Regions from separate parts of the Bombyx mori genome. Here region 2 is linked to region 1. Evidence: chromatin contacts called from public Hi-C data. All regions are on one chromosome and are shown on one strand. The core of a region is the stretch at or near the end of the contact, and the rest is flanking DNA. Distances in the headings are between cores, read along the strand shown. Region 1 overlaps LOC101737747. Region 2 overlaps LOC134198896 (a long non-coding RNA gene).

Region 1 (4,121 bases), core at 617-3,116:
CAAATTAAGCCACGAATCAAAGTAATTTCTTGATAAATTCAGCACTTCGAGCGCTGTTAAATTGTAAAGCGCATTGTCAGGCAATCCCTTCAATTGGTTGCTGCTAATATCCAAATTCACGAGGTTGTGGAGTCTGCTCAGAGACTCGGGAAATTTTGTAAACTCATTATTCGAAATGTTCAGTTTGGTCACCTGTGAAAGAAAACATGTAGCAGTGAGCATGAAAAATGTCTTTATGAATGAGTTAAATGAAAGAATTCTATAAGTCAACTTACCTGTAATCCCAATCCATTGGGGATGTCCGTGAGGCCTCTACGTGAACAATCAATATCAGTTTTATCTAGATTACATCTGCATAGAAAACACAAATCTCCTATGGTTTTGTCATCGTCATCCAAGCTTCTTGCAAGCGCTAACAAATTCCATGATATCAGAATAATCCATACGCTGGACAGTCGTAACATCACGCCTTGCTTTCATTACTGTCTGCAATAAGATATTTTAAGGTAACGGTGAAATCGATTTCACAATAATCCCGACAGGAAAAATAATTATAACAATACATTTGACACCTGCACGATTAATTTGTCTTGGATTCCCAACACGTTTTGTGTTACCTAAAAGGTTTACGACACATAACGTATTGTTAATTCAATTCATTTCGGCTAAACCTAAATAAATGTCAGAACGAATACAACAGTTTTATCTTTGTTATCAGTTTTTGATAGTGGCTGTAGGTTGGTGGGATGTGAAATTTGGGTCGTAACAAACCACCGCACCTGTTTTATTATTCCATAGAATTACCTCACGACCTGGTTGGGTGATTTAGTTATTAGTCAGCCTCCTAACACAAGATAAAGGATGTTCTAGCTAAAATTGATTTTAATCTAAAGAGGTGTTTCGATAGAGATGCTTATATCATGAATAATCGTCAACTGAGATAATTTTTTGAATGACCACCGTAAGTAATAAAATTTTCATACATTTACCTATAATGGCCTAGTAAACATAGTACAAATAAATAAAGTTCTTTCGATAATTTCTTAGAAGTATTTCTGTCACTTACCTAGTTATCCAGTTTTTCGTAATTAAGGCTGTTTCACAACTCTAGGGTGTTTTATTCATATTTCGTAACAAAGTATGTTGCTTGACATACTAAGAGTGCTTATTATTGTAGTGACTTCAGTTTTGTAATCCATATAATCCTTAAGATAAAGGCGGTTTTTGTTGCCTCCGTTTTTTCCTTTGGGCGTAATATAGTATTTCTTCACAGTTATTTTTGCTTTTAAGACGTGCGTACGCTGGACTGCGACTGCATTGTGTGAGTCAGATTGTGACTTTTTATCAATGGATAAGAGATAAGAATGGCGAAATTATATACTTACTGTAGTGTCAGTAGGTGCGCAGGACTATTCTTCATAGAATTATTTATGATTAAGCAGGTTTAATTTTGAAAATGTGACTAAATTCCTAATTTAAAAAATGTATAATCGACGAATAAATATGTAATATACTCTTTTCGTCTATTATTTACTGAATGAATTTAATAAATTTAGCAGAATTGCACTAGTCAGTTGGTTTTTGTAATGATGACTGATGTACACGATCGAAACTTCAGAATTAAGTGAGTTAAAAATTATAAAAACAAATGTGTGTTACCAGGTAGGTAATTACACAAATTACTATTCTTCCAATTACGAGCACCTACGAGATTATGCCACTTCGAGTTGTTAGTGTTTTTAAGACATTTTTTCTTTTAAAGCTATAGATCGTTTGGCTTTAAAAGGAATAGTGTACTATTATATTTTCTTTTGAATGTTCCGTTTAAAGTAATTTACGTAATCGATACAACGATGATACAGTATGTCAGCAAATCGAATGTCGAGTCTCGAGCAAAGATAATACATTTATTATTATCTTGACTACAATGACTACTAGTTTGATTAGGTTGTAATAAAAGCTGAAGATCAGTTAAATAAATTGATTCACAGCTTCTTAATAAAACGATTACGTTGTTTACATAATACTGCAGTTGGAACGTTAATTTGTAACATGTTTTTTTTGTATTAATTATTTTGAAAATATATTTAACAGCGCCATCTATTATTCATAATTCAAAGCCCAGGGACAACAATCAAAAATGTGCTTCCTATTTCGGCGCCCGTTTAGTCAGAGCTATATCATCGTTTTAACAATAGATGTCGCTGGTCATTTGAAAAACTACTTTAATTAAAAATAAACAGCAGGTTTAAATTGAGACTTATTTAACGTAATGTATTACATTATAAATGTGATTGATGTCGTTTTATAATCCAGATTTCATTATATTCATTTTCGAAAATACTCACCCACTTTTTCGTGATTAATTTAGAACATTCCTAATGTCTATCGGCATATGTTTTAACCATAGAGTTACTATTCTAACTATTCTTCTATTGTAGGTACTTATTAACTCCATGGAACTACAACACGATGAAGTTTCATCAAAGTCCGTTCAGTAGTTTTTGCGTGAACGAAAAAAATATTTAAATAAACATCTTCTCACCCTCATAAACTTTCGCATTCGTAATAATTAATACATATGCAGGAAAGTCCGCAGAGCGATAATTGAGATTGCCTTAATATTTTTTTACGTTTTTTGATATTCGCCTTTTTCTAACAGAACCTAGTTCTAGAATTTCACTGCCAACTGTCCCGCGTATCAAGCTACATTTTACAGACTATAAGTGGCAGTTCAAAGGCTAGGAATGGGTATAGAACGTAGGCGGTATTAAATGTGTTTGACGCTGTACGAAAATTAATCTATGGTAAATTGTTAATTTAAAATTTAATATAAATAAATAACGTGCATGCATTCTTATGTAAACTTAAAATAAATAAAAAATCCTTTAATACTCTAACAATCACTCGACACACAACAAATGCACATACAAAAGAGTTTTTACACTAAAATAACGCTAAAATACATTTAGGTATAGGCACTTAAAATAAAACTAACAAAAGCAAATATTCATATAAAAACTTTTACAACATATTGTAACATATGGAACATGTCAAGAATTCGACGATCACATTATACCCACTATACATATTCATTTACCTAATGTTTTTATAATTTAAATTAATTTTATTACGTTCTTCGCTGACAGAAAATACTCGAATCCGTCAATTATCGAATGAAAATGAAGATAAACAAATAACACATCAGGTTATATGTATTTCGACGGTTCGCCTCACAGACCGCCGATCGCTCACTCTTGGCCTGTGCTCCGTAAGGTCTCCAATAGATCTTGACCTCCGAGAACGTTGACTAGGTTCATCGTCCACAAAATCGGGCAGTGAATGGAATGACGAATTCAATCGCGGCATCAATAGAGCCTCGTCGTACGTCGGAGGCAGGTCCTCATCACGCAGAGGCACTCTCATCACGACCGACTCGGCCCGCGATTGTGGCGTTCCGTTGAGATTCACAATAGTCGTCTCAGTTTCAGGCCTCGGAGGATCCGGTTTGTTTATAGCAATTATGCCCCGACAAATTAACGATGTCACCACTATACCAATGATAATACCGACCATAGCTGCCAGTGTCGTATAAGATTCAACTGTAGACGCGTTGGGGTGCCATGTTTGTATGTACGCCTGCTGCCAACTCAGCTGAGTCACGTTCGATGGCGCGTAGCAAATCAGGGAAGCTCTATCGTGAATTTTCGAAGGTTCTTTCGTGAGGAACTCGTAAGTGAGCAAAAGATTAACGCTAAAGCCTTCGCAGTTCCATCGGTTTCCCTTCACGTGGACTTCCCTCAGAAATGGATTCGAGGCGAAGTGTGAGGTGGACCAAACCTCCCTGAACTCGTTCCCTCTCAAGTTCAATACCGCTAAGTGGGGTAGTGACGAGAACGTGCGGTCAGTTAGCGAGCCAATTTCATTATAGCTCAAGTCCAATTCCTGGAGAGTGTTGGACGAAAAATTATCTGGTATGCTTTCAATTTGGTTCGAAGATAGGTCGATTTCGAGCAGCGAAGTCATTTCTGACAGAGAATCGACCTGTAAGTTTGTGATCAAACAATAGCTTAGATGAAGACTCCTCAGGGAATTCGATTGAAATTTCGGTAATTCAGACA
Region 2 (4,024 bases), core at 963-3,462, 140 kb before region 1:
CAAGGCTCGCGATAAAAGCTACGCAATAGCTTAAAAAACAGCCGACTTTATTTTCGGGTTTTTCTAATTGAATTTATTTAAATATTTAGATCACAGTTTAGAAAATTATCGACAGAAAGGCGTTAAAGAATCGATGACGTCACAGTTCAACTCTGCCTCGACTTTGCATGCACGCACGTAAACTCAATTCGGGACAATGAACATTTTACGGTTCATATGGAACGTTGAACGTGTAATATAATTGTTCGCTGCAACATCGAATACAACACCGAAACGGAAATTAAAGTCTTCTCCGATGAATCATTTGAAACGTGACGCGTATCGAAAAAAAAAAAAAGGTTCGATTCACATACGGATCATGAAATCTTTCAATATTTTATTTTTCCTGCCTATGCCGATAGCCTTGAGAGGCTACTTCAGCTTTACCTTAACGTGTAGGTGAGCTCACGGGGCTCAAACCGAAAGTGTTGTTAACACTTTGCCTCAGTTTCCCAGAATCTACCACCGGATCGGAAACGCGACCCACTGAGAAGATCCGGCGAGAAACTCAGTAAGCTTCTTTCAATGACGAGTGTTGATCATAGGGGTTTTTTGTGATGCGAGTCTGGTGAGTGAGACAGCAGACCCGTCACGTAACGCGTCCGAATGAAGGTCGACACTTCGGTGGCTCTAACTTTGTAACGATCGACTGTATGTCATCAGATTGGCTAACCTCGTTTTTATGCAAAAGCAATTGTACGTTGTCTTAAAAACAGTGAAAGGGTGAATGATGTGTTTCGCGTTTTCGTTGCGTCAACCGATGCAGTTTATGTATGTGATACACGTTTTTTTTTTGTTGTTTTTTAATTAAAATAATAAACAAATTGTGCATTGAACTGAGCTTCTGTTTGCAGGGTTGAATGAACGAGTTCATTTATTTGTTAAAATCGATTCCGCTCTTTTGTTATTTGCGAATGAAAATACGAAATTGTATAGTTTATGTTGGGTAACATAATAATAGGTATAACAAAAGCGATATAACGGTACCGTGTCTATCATAGTACGACTTGGCGCCATTCATCGATACCCGATCAAGTATTTTTGTTTATAATTGGTAACCATTAGGGCTAATTGCTGCAGATAAGTTAATATGTTACGTGTTTTGTCGTATTATCCTGTTGCATTCAGACGTGACTCAAACGTGGTCTTAATATGGGTTTCCTGGTATTCCGAAAAAGGTATTTCGTTTCAATGCGAACGTGGAAAAGTAATATTACATGTATCTAACGATGATAGTCTAGCGCCAAGATAAGGAATTCAAAATCGAATGATAACCTATTCAAGTCGATTCCAAGCGAAAATCAAGTAGGTAAAACCGCTCACGGGTTTCAAACACACAAAGAAAATTATGTAGTTGTTGCCTACAGAGTGACACAAAAGCTTATAAAACTTGTTACAATACAAAATGCGGGTAAAGAATATAAATATTACACAGCACTGAACACGAAATGAAAGAAGCACGTGATTTAGTTGAATAGTTACACAATTTAGTTTTAAAACTTATAATTTGTAGGGTGCGAGCTTGCGCAGGCGGCGAAGGTAGCGCCGCGCCTCACCCGCGAGCCTCTTTCGGCTGCTTGTACTCTCTGCACACACTGCCCTCAGTAAATTCTTTGCATAAATAAGCGAGAAAGCTTTCCATATCCACGAAACGTATAGTTCCACGCAACTGTATTAAACACGATCACTGCTTCCGAAAAACTAAACTAATTCGCTTACCTTGCACTGCGTAGTAGCGATGTTCTAACGCGATCGATGAAAGAAAAACAAATGAAAAGCTGGCACACAGTCACGTTCGTACGAATACTTTGAGAGTAATGGCGCCGCCAGTCGGTCGTTCGTTCGTCGGGTCTCTCGCTGACTAGGAAGGCGAGCCTTGTTTGCTCAGTTACGTAGCCCTGGCAACTTCGCGCTCTGTTCTGTATACACGTTTCGACGTAAGAACGAACGAGATAGAACTATTATTATCAATACGTCAGCGGTTTTATACCTGGTGCAGCAACCCACATCAGCGATGCTTCCGACAAATTAAAAATACATATAAATATATAGGTATCTATTATTTTTGTATGCATAAAATGTTTATTATGCACAATGTTTAAAGTTTACATTGGGTAACAAAATCACAAATTCCGAATCGCATAGCCGAAGCGAAGTGAGTTGTAAATACGTGACTCCAGCAGTAAACTGAGGAGTGCTACCAAAAACCACAAGTAATAATATCCTGCCTTTACATTTTACATTTAATTTTAGCTATAAACTATTGCATATTCATAGTATTTTGGATATTGGTCATATGTAGTATGTAGGTTTAGGAATTACGAACTATTAGGTCGAATTAATACGTACCTAATTTGTTACTCTAGATTATACTCTTAATATTAAACATTTGGAAGCACACATCGTATCGTACCCAAAGGTACGTGGGATTCTTAGGTTTCATTATATGTTAAAAGGACATATAAGTAAAATAAAAATAATGTTCAATAAAATTTAAATTAGGTAAGAAATTTTATTATTGGTTACAAATGCTTTCTAAAATAAACTATGCTGCCATCTAGTTTCTATTACTTGATGAAAAGTTTTAGTACTAAAAATGAAGTAGTACACTATATTGCCAAAAGGTGGCGGTAGCTTATTTTTTAACTAAATGTTCCAGCAGATGGCACTCAAAACTTATAATCACAATTTAAAGCTGATAATAATATGCATAGAAATTGCCTATTTGATAATATGTTTTTAATATAGATATATATACATCTATATATTTTAACGATGGACCAAATGAAGTATTAATGTTATAGGTATAGTATATTTTTTAGTATTTTTTTTATTGCCCATTGCATATATTGTGCTAATTTTATTATAAGAAGTCTAAATGCATAATCAAATCTAATTGATTATTTTTGACTTATTCACAAATAAAGCATACTATACTATTTAATGCCATTTATAAAATATTCTTATAATTATTTTGAGTAATAGTTATAGAATATTCAATCGAATAAGTAAAAATAAAGTAAACCACAAAATTTTATGCCCATTTTAGATTTAGCTTAAGTTCCTTTTGATATGTTAGTGAATATTATGTGGGTTACAGTTTGGTTAAGTTTAGTGGCGTATATATTTTGCAGATTACAACGATTTGGCTAATGGCGATTTCTGCCCACTGAGTTTCTCGGCGGGTCTTTTCAGTGGGTCGCGTTTCCGATTCGGTGGTAGATTCTGCGAAGCACGGCTCTTGCTAGGGTCCGTGTTAGCAACATCGTCAGGTTTGAGCCCCGTGAGCTCACCTACTATTTAGGCGAATCTAGAATAACCCCTCGAGGCTACTAGAATAGGTAGAAAAAAAGGCGATTTCAAGAAAATCGTATAAAGCAAATCTTATGCTTCGTTTACACGCTTGCCGAGGCTTGGCAAACGTCCATAATCTCCAAGACTTTACAACCGCTTGGATGTCATTTACACGCTTCCGGGTCGTTAGTGTGGTCCGGACAGGCAAGCTGTGCCGGCAAGCATGGCAGACGTGGACGTCGAAGTCGATCGAAGTTGTGTCGGCTATTGCGTTTAGCTTGACATATTTTCTTCAATAAATACATACAGTACAAAGGAAGCGAAAATTTTGCCAAAGAAGATGGTGGATTACAAATCCATAGATACTGATATTAAAAACGCGCCAACGTGTAATGTACGACACAAGCGCTTGCCGCAAGCTTCCTTTGATTTGTGTTAAAAAACCTTTGCCCGAATTGGCGACTAGCTCAGCCATAAACCCCGTTCACACGCTTGTTTTTGTGGACGTTTACCAAGGCTAGCGTGCAAACGTAGTATTATTTGAAACATGTATTATCTATACATTAACATAGTATTATGAGAGATACACAGCCCGGGCAAGACGAAAAGTTTCGCGAGGACCTCATCTTTTCTTACCACAGGGACTCTAGTTAGGCTTGTTCTTTTTATGACAAAATGCTGACCTGTTTGT

What was found. Hi-C and Micro-C count contacts between places; a contact is called where the count stands out from the background.
Region 2: a contact with region 1 is called in a Hi-C map of posterior silk gland, with 3 times the contacts expected there. The contact joins two enhancer-like sites. A contact is called at or near these places in 2 of 7 Hi-C or Micro-C datasets (posterior silk gland and whole pupa).

Annotation. Positions count from the first base shown.
Region 1 is chr5:6,031,871-6,035,991 of ASM3026992v2, reverse strand. LOC101737747 reads right to left here. Exons shown (of 5, transcript XM_062668486.1): 3 at 3,211-4,121; 4 at 276-476; 5 at 1-192. Among protein-coding and RNA genes, the nearest start is that of LOC101737747, 4.7 kb to the right of the region's middle. Within about 2 kb of position 1,866, at least 4 of the 8 cell types and tissues checked have open chromatin away from gene starts, as enhancers often do.
Region 2 is chr5:6,171,284-6,175,307 of ASM3026992v2, reverse strand. The region is part of intron 1 of LOC134198896 (a long non-coding RNA gene); the gene reads left to right. Among protein-coding and RNA genes, the nearest start is that of LOC134198896, 7.2 kb to the left of the region's middle. Within about 2 kb of position 2,212, at least 8 of the 8 cell types and tissues checked have open chromatin away from gene starts, as enhancers often do.